Regions from separate parts of the Danio rerio genome. Here region 2 is linked to region 1. The links are chromatin contacts, called in public Hi-C maps. All regions are on one chromosome and are shown on one strand. The core of a region is the stretch at or near the end of the contact, and the rest is flanking DNA. Distances in the headings are between cores, read along the strand shown. Region 1 overlaps galnt2 (UDP-N-acetyl-alpha-D-galactosamine:polypeptide N-acetylgalactosaminyltransferase 2). Region 2 holds the start of urb2 (URB2 ribosome biogenesis homolog).

The links. Hi-C and Micro-C count contacts between places; a contact is called where the count stands out from the background.
Region 2: a Hi-C map of skeletal muscle shows a contact between it and region 1, with 2.7 times the contacts expected there. The contact joins the promoter of urb2 here to the enhancer-like site in region 1. A contact is called at or near these places in 4 of 18 Hi-C or Micro-C datasets (caudal fin, hematopoietic stem cells, skeletal muscle and 1 more) and 2 of 4 datasets of contacts at active chromatin or transcription factors (caudal fin and embryo).

The regions. Positions count from the first base shown.
Region 1 is chr13:27,265,726-27,270,233 of GRCz12tu, forward strand. All of the region lies in intron 10 of galnt2 (UDP-N-acetyl-alpha-D-galactosamine:polypeptide N-acetylgalactosaminyltransferase 2), which reads right to left. Among named protein-coding and RNA genes, the nearest start is that of pgbd5, 59 kb to the left of the region's middle. Within about 2 kb of position 1,781, at least 2 of the 62 cell types and tissues checked have an H3K27ac peak or open chromatin away from gene starts, as enhancers often do. A contact at or near this core is called in skeletal muscle, where this site is marked.
Region 2 is chr13:27,444,645-27,449,152 of GRCz12tu, forward strand. It overlaps urb2 (URB2 ribosome biogenesis homolog), which reads right to left and starts at 2,461. Exons shown (of 10, transcript NM_001123301.2): 1 at 2,149-2,461.

The sequences.
Region 1 (4,508 bases), core at 531-3,030:
TCTTAAGGCAAAAGGGGTCCAACACAGTACTAGTAAGGTGTACATAATAAAGTGGCTGGTGAGTGTATTTAGGGTGCTTAGGGTCATGAAAGGTGGTCAAAGAATGATCGATCACATTCAGGGCATTTACGTGTATACAGTTAAAGTCAGAATTATTAGCTCACCCTGTAGATTTTTTCCCCAAATTTCTGTTTAATAAAAGATTTTTTTTCAAACACATTTGTAAACATGATGATTTTAATAACTAATTTATAATAACTGATTTATTTTTTCTTTGTTGACAATATATATATATATATTAGTAGATATCTTTTCAAGATTCAGCTTAAAGTGTAATTTTAGGGCTTAACTGAGTTAATTAGGCAAGCCATTATATAATTGTGCTCTGCTCTGTAAACAATGGGGAAAAAAAATGTTGTTTAAGTGGTCTAACAGTATTGACCTTAAAACATTAAAACCTGCTTTTATTCTAGCTGAAATAAAAATACTTTCCTCAGAAGAAAAAATAAATTATAGGAAATACTGTAAAAAAAAATCCTTGCTCTGTTAAACACCATTTGGAAAATATTTAAAAAAGAAAAGAAAAAATAGAACAGGAAGGCTAATGATGTTGACTTCAACTTTATATACTTACACTTACAAAGGATGCATTAAAATGTTGTAATGGCAAACAGTAAACAAAACATTAAAGTTCAAATGTTACAAATAAGTTCCAATATTGATGTTTTATTGACTAATAATATTAACATCATGATTTATGGTAAAATAAAGCAAAAGACTAAAAATTTATTGATGGTAGCATTTTTACTTAGTATTTCTATCACTGTTTTATAAGGGTTATAATAATAATAACTCTAATTAAACAGAGCTTAAAATGTGTATTTTGATGACTGCAGAACTAACTTAATTCACTAGACCAGTCACTATTTTTATTTTTTTAAAAAGAGAGATTATAACTAAAAAATAATAATATATTTTTATGTCTAAGGAAATTTAGCAAATAATTGAGTTAAAAAGACACTTTACTGTATAAAATGACGCATTCTGTATAATGCACAAGTAACCAGTTTAGATATGTCAAATTGTACTTCAGACTTGCCAACACAAAATAGATTTCCACACCGAAAATTCGCCCATTACTGCATTTGAGTGATTTGTGTGAACTCTGTCAAACTTTTGGTCTTCTGCAAAACTTCTCAGACACACACGCATGCAAAATGCAGCATTATTCCAGACTGAAGGATAATTTCTGGAGCTCTTGTAAACTTTTCCACAAGCGGCCCAGCTGAGAAAAGTGCTGTGTTTGTGGAATGAGTCAGGACTTTCTTTCAGAATCCATCACGCCACAGACATGATGACAAAACCTGAAAAACTCCACTCCACAGGGTCTTACACTGCACTTTTCTATTCAAGTAGCACTGCTAATAATATAAAAAAAGCAATAGTTCTGCTGTGGTGACCTAAATTGGCCCTTGGATGGGCACATTATGTTTTGGCTGAGTAAGCCACTATCTCTCACAGTCTAATGATAGAAGTAGCATGAGCTCATATTCACCATTCATATACAGCGGCGCCACAAAGTACTTGGACACTTAAGCCACAGTTACAGAGACACAAATTCATGAGTTTCACTGCTTTAAATTGAATTAAAAGAAAACATGTGGTCTTTGTAAACAATTAAAGTCTGACCGCTTTCAAACTTCTCAGTTCTAAAATGATTTTAGTGGACATTTAAAGTCAGACTGCCTTCAAGGCTTTTTAAACAAGTGCTGCTTTCAAGTCTATTGTGCATTCAAGTTACTTTGGTACAAATAAAAATGGATACATTAGGCAATTTGGCAACACTTTCTGTGAAGAAAACGGCATTCTACATTTTTGTATATATAGTTAAACTACCTATAAAAAGCTTTCCAATCCAATAAAGAATCTAATAAGCATTTCACCTTTAAAAATCTCCATAACGTTCCTTCTTTAAGCATTTTTCTGCACAATGTCTGAAATGTGCGCAGCCTTTTAGTGCTGAGAACAGCAAGTTTGGAAAGCCAGCCCTGGCTCTTTGTGGTTGAATGATTTGATAAGATGAATCAAAGAGAAACGAAAACATACTAGCACAGTGGATAATTTTGTCATTAACACTGAAAACTGCTAAAAGGCGACTCTCTTATATTTGATAATATTAGATAAGAATAAAGACATTAATCGAATCTGAATATAGGTTGTTTGCAATCACGTGGTTCTGGGGACGTGCGAAATTCAGATGGAAGGGCAGGAAGTAAAAACTGAATGAGAAATAAAGGAAAGTCTGTATTTTTGCACTTTATACTATACTTCAAAGGAGATATGAATAGAAAATAAGCACATATGTTGGGCATGAACCGTATATTATGAGAAGGACTAAGTTTTCCACTGAGCTAAAATATATTTGCCTGCCATCGAGGCAGTAGATGGCTATGATGGTAAGTACTGTAGTGTTTTAAAGCATACTTGAATTAAACTGTCAGAGTAATTTTATACTTATGGTACAATACAACTGAAGTATATTACCCAATAGGCTACATTTATATAATTATACATCATCACAATGCTCAGTTTACACCAATGTTACAGTATTTATCATACAGTTTACTAGTATTCTGTAGCATTCATTAACAAAGAGCTGTACCATTATTATTACATTATACACTTTACTATAGAGTGGTTCAAAAACATATAAATTATCATCTTCCAGACATATACATGAAAAAACAGATGAAATAATTCAAAAGCATGGATGCATAGTCAACATTATTATCATTGTCATCATTATTATATACATTTTTAGTGGATGGTAAACGGTGCTCGACATTAATAACTATCTAGTTTACTCAAAAGAGTTGCACTTCTTTTTTGTTTAGTCTATGAACTTACCATCAAACATTCACATACACATCTAGATGTTAACATTATGGTTATTTATTATACCGGAACGCCAGTAAAGACTTGGATTACATTATGTTCTACTGGATTTTGTACAAGTGTGGTGGTGGTTGTATATGATTTTTATTTAACACATTAACACAATACATATAGCTAGGCCTTTATATAATGATTATTAGTCGTGAATTATCGCGTAAAAAACAGTTTGTACACATGGATGTACTGAATAAATGTTTATTACAAGCTGTATTTTCTTCCATTTTTTAAACCATTTCTTGAACTTTCCCCCCTTTGTAAGCAAAAACTTTTGAAAGTCTATAAAAGCTGTTTGACGTTTCTTATTTTGGTTGATTTAAACAATTATAAACACCACAAAAAAAGGCTTATGTTTCAATAGCAATTCCTATGTAGAGGAATCTCTTCCTGCACCTCCCTATTATCAATTACGTCATGTGAAAGAAACATACTGGTTATGGAAGCATGGTAGCAGGCTTTGTCTTGAATATACAGTACTTCTTACTTTCATCTCAAATGTTATTCACTCTTCCTATTTTGTTGCTAACTGACCATCACAAAATACGTCAAAATTAAAATACAAATTATACTAATTAAAAATGGTTAAAAAAAGAAGAAAAAAAAAGTTTTCAACAAAAATAAATGGTATGGTCAGAAATTATCCAACCCACTCCATTTCTTCTGGCTTACTGCCGTTCTATTTACCAAACCCTTATGATGCTTACAATTAACAAATTAAAGAAAACAAACCACAAGTAATGTGTAATAACTTTCAAAAATGGCTACAACAGTTCTCCTCCTCATTACGAGAGAAAGAGAGCAAATGCATTTTATTTTAAAGTTGGTTTTCTTAATGTATGAATTACTTAAATATTTTGTGTATGTGGATTAATGGATTAGAGTGTTGCCTACTTATTCGAGGGAGTTACTTCCTAAAAATAGTCCACAATAGGTGGAATCCGCGAAGTAGACCGCCTTATTTCTTACAATTATTGCAATATTAGATGTTTTAAGGCTGTAAAACCCATAACTACTCTATTTTCTCAGACAGGCATTAACATTTTCACACAATTTTGCTCTTGTTTAAACACTCTTGTTTTAACTCCTACGTTCCTTTAGCTTGCCTAGAAGTCCAACTTTTTGTGTGACAGTTGGCCTGTTCGTCTGCCTTTTGGGTGCTACCGCCATTACATTTAGTGTTTTTTGGGGGAGAAAACTTGCAAACATACAAGACAGCACTTCAGAGTCACACTGCTAGCGATCGAAGATTTATGTAAATTTGTCAAGCTAAACGCATTCTGTACTGTATAGGAGACACAGCATGGAGGAGGTTGATTGAAAATAGTCTACAGCCCTAGGTCTCTAACTGGATTCCTGGAGAGCCGCAGCTCAGTACAGTTTTGCTCCAACACTAATCAAACACAGCTGATCAAACTAATCAAGATCTTCAAGACTACTACAGACTATTAAGCAGGTGTGAGTTGGAGCCGGTTGGAGATAAACTATGCAGAGATGTGGCCCTCCAGGAAGTGAGTTTGAGACCATTGGTCTACAGCCAGTCAGAAAGCAGAACACAA
Region 2 (4,508 bases), core at 1,211-3,710, 180 kb after region 1:
TTTAAATAAAAGCATTCAGGCATAAGAAAATGTACTGTTTTTTTTACTTTAAGAATAAAAAAATGAATAATGATTAATTGTATTGAATTGTTTGTAAAAGGAAGACTGCAGTATTACTTTACATTTGATTATTCAATTACAGTATACTTGAATACACTCCTCGGAAAACAATAAAAGGATGTACATTTAATTAGCATATTTTCTTTATTGAATTTATCTATGTTCACAGATTGCTTTATTATATTTTATGCACTCTCCTACAGATTGTAAATTGTTTCCAAACAGTTATTCAAGTCAAGTCAAGTCGGCTTAATTGTCATTTCAACAATATAAAGGGCACTACATAGCGAGACGAAATAATGTTCCTCCAGAACCAAGTTGCTACATCAAACAACATAAACTGACAATATAACAAAGGACTATGCACAACTATAAAAAAATATAGAGAATGAAATAAAGAAAGGTAAGATAAACAAAAATATAATATATTAAAATGAGAATAAGAGCGCAAAGTGCGGTTTGTGTAACATTTAGTGCAAATAAGACAGAACAGACAAGACAGGACAAAAAAAAAACAGTAACGCCAACCAGTACACAACAGATGTTGTGCAAATTTTGGAGCAGATATAAATACTGCAAATGTAAACATTTGTCATTGAGTTATTTAATTCAAAATTGTATTAATATTGCAATCTATAACGCATAATAAAAAATAATTTTTAGTTACAATAATAAATTATTATATATATTTTTAAATAACAGCCATTCCTTCTTTAGGTGAGAAATCATTAGTTTACAAGTTGAAAATAAATTAAATTTAATCTTGCATAAGCAAAAACAATAACATCATGACAACATATAAACAAATTCAAACTTAATTAGACCCTCATTAAGTGTTTTTAACAGCAACCATGTTCTTGCATTTTAATTATTATTCTAATACAACTGGTTTACTTTGAAGAAAAACCTTTATACTGTGCTTACACCTAGCGCTGATGCAATTACAGCGATTTTTATTGTATGTATATTGATCTGTAGTTACACTGTTGACCCTGCAGCTGCACACACCACTAAACCAGTTTGAGGTAAAGTTGGTTTTATATTCGCACCTTCCTTTAGTGACAACTCGTGACACGCTTCCTACATTGTTTACCACGGTACTTTGAATATTTGGATTAAGATCATTTGAACAATGAAGCTTTTGTTATTAACATATTTATTTTGTTGATTAAGTTTCAAATTTATAAGTGTAAATTTTCCCAAAAAAAATTTACTTTGTTTTAAATGAACAGAAAATTACTTTTGTACTATTTAGCAAAGTGCTAATAGACAGGCCATTAAACTGTACATCTGTGCCTTTCAAAATGTTTGATTGGTGTAAAGGTCCTGCTTGTTTGCAATTGTAAGAATTTTTGTTAATTATTTATACTCTTTCCTTTTTTTGTGCTGTTATTATTTACCACCTATCACCCAAGCTTTATTTTGTTTACTATATCATGTGTGTTGTTAACAGCATAAATAAAAATAATAATTAAAAAAACGTTGAATATTCGGGCTGAAATGACATGCAAAACTTCAAAACAACATTAGCATTGTTTAATTAACTGTCAACAGTGTTGTACTTTGAGAGTCATTGACTCCTAACATGATTTCCTTATTCAGTATTTGCAAAGAATTTTCTAAAAAATATATTATTAGGGGAAAGTCTGAATGTGTGAATAAAAAAACAACTTTATCTAAACCTGTCCCCAACAAAGCAGCAAAATCATTTTACACCAAACTATTGTATTTTTGAATGCGAGTACACATTGTAAAGTGGAGACAGTTATTGGTGAAATTACATGGCAAACATTGAGCAAATCTGAAATAAAAGAGAAACTGATGACTGGCTTTTATCATTTTATCGATTTAAGTAAGCTTTTCCACGTCACAAGTCACACAAACATCATACGAAAGTAAACTCTTTAAATAATCTTAAACACAACAGAAGATAAATGTCTGGCAGCCCCTAGCGAATCACACAGCGAAATAATCACAGAGAGCCTGTTAGATTTTAGTGAATAAAATAGAACGTACCGCACAACAGCAGTTACTATAGTGAGCAATCTTTTAACGTTAAGTAATACGGAAAACTTTCAAAATACTCACAATCTCATGACACACGTGTTACCGCTGTGGGGACCTCTGAACTCTCCACTTTCACACAAGACAGTAATAATCGAAAAGGAGCATCAACGCTTGTGTGTAAAACTGGTTCGCTCATTTTAGAGAAACTTTTGAAGATGTATGATTTGTTTCGGTCAGAAGTTATTTGTAATGTATAAACTGTTGGCTTGCTAAACTGTTGAAATAAATTGTGACCAAAGTAGTTTGACATTTACAGAAAGTTTAACATAATAACATTATATCTAAACACTGGTGGACACATTTAGAGGAATGTAAGATACCCTAAATTATAAACAGATGTGATATAAATCGTTCTGGAGCTCTATTACCCTTCATTAAACTGTTTGATTTATCATGTCTGAGAAGGGTTTCGTCAGAGACCATAGATCTGAAAAGATAGATCACGCCTTAGCTGTGGTTGCGTGTCCGCCATGTTGGAAAGGTCAAAACTACAAACTGTGGTGCAACAGGCAGAGCAGGTTTCAAAATGCAAAAATCAAAAAGTTGCTGAACTGTTAATGTAGTTAAAGTAGAAGTTAAATACGTGTAAAAAAAATAAAGTATTAGTAGCCTTTAAAATGCAAATGTAATTGAAATTAAGCCTACAAAAAAGTTTTTTTTTAAATGTCATTGTCTAAACATTGCAAAAGAACAGGATCACTCAAAAGTGAGACCTCATCAATTTCTCCCCTTGTGTGGTGTGTATATATATATATATATATATATATATATATATATATATATATATATATATATATATATATATATATATATATATATATATATATATATATGCTATATTTATATCTAAGGTGACACGGTGGCTCAGGGGTAAGTGCTGTCGCCTCACAGCAAGATGGTCGCTGGTTTGAGCCCCGGCTGGGTCAGTTGGCATTTCTTTGTGGAGTTTGCATGTTCTCTCTGTGTTCTTGTGGGTTTCCTTTTGGTGCTGTGGTTTCCCCCACAGTCCAAAAGCATGTGATGTAGGTTACTTGAATAAACTATATTGGCTGTAGTGCATTTGAGAGTGTATGGGTGTTTCCCAGTACTGGGTTGAAGCTCGAAGGGCATCCACAGTGTAAACGTGTGCTAAATAAGTTGAGTTAAATGAATGAATTTATATCTAAATAAGATATTTTGAAGGTAAAGTGGTTGCTGAGATCCATTGACTTAAACTTTCTCTTTGTCTCTCTTTCTCTCTCTCTCTCATTCAAACTCATACAAAATACAGTAAATCCAGAGAAACACAATTTAAAGATGTCTCTCATTTTTTATTTACTTCTGTAAACTAAATGAGAATTAATCCAAATTTAACATTTAGGGTTTTTAATCATTTAGTTTATTTACAGTTTTTTACTGACGCTAGGACACATTTCTCAATACTAGGTCACTTTAGCAAAACTCTTCACACAGTGAGCACAACAGAAGTCTGTGTGGACAAAACATCTCTGAAATTTCATGAATTCTATTCTCACTCAGACACAACAACTGACAAAAATCTTTGTACGTACAAGACATTTTGTATGTGCTTACTACTGTTTTCAAAACTGTTAAACTTATGTTCTAAACAATAACATAATGCAAAACCGAGTAAGACAGCAAAATTCACCAGCAATATTTTATTAAAACATATTTCAAATCTAAAAATTCAGTTTATCCAGCCAGATTAGCATTACTATTGTATCTGTATCAGTGGATGGTGTGTGTACAAATTCTTGTATTTTGGAATTACTTAAACAAATAAAAATAAATAAACGACATAAAATATTGACGAATTCTGCGTAATGTCTGATTAATTCCAGTAACATATATTGTAGTTATAAACAATATATATTGCAATTATAAATGTTTTACACAAGAAAACACTGTGTAATGCTACATATGTTGTGTCATTGTTTTTGGGTAACAAAGTGTGTTTGTTGGCTGTCAACCTTTGCTAGTGTTCTATCTAGAATAATGATTTTATTTGAGACCTGAATGAAGTATTTTGGTAGTAGTGGTGCATTTTGAATGTGAAATGAACTGCTTTGCCAAGCTGAAAGTCGGTTAGGAGAATTGTGTAAAGAGTTTTGCAAAAGTGACCAAAGTATTGAGAAAGTCCTGGTAAGTATTGAGTGTCATAGCGTCTGAAAAAAAAACGTAACGCATAAAATAACACCTTGTTTTCATACTTTTAAAACTAATAGAAACAATTGATAATTTTTGCCCAACTATTACTTTAGATGACAAAACTGCTCAAACTTACAATATTCCTGAAATGGGTGTTATTTAGCGCTAACGCTTCTTGTTGACCTTTCCAAGATGGCGGCGCTTTTGACCAGTCGACTGCGCCATCTATGCTA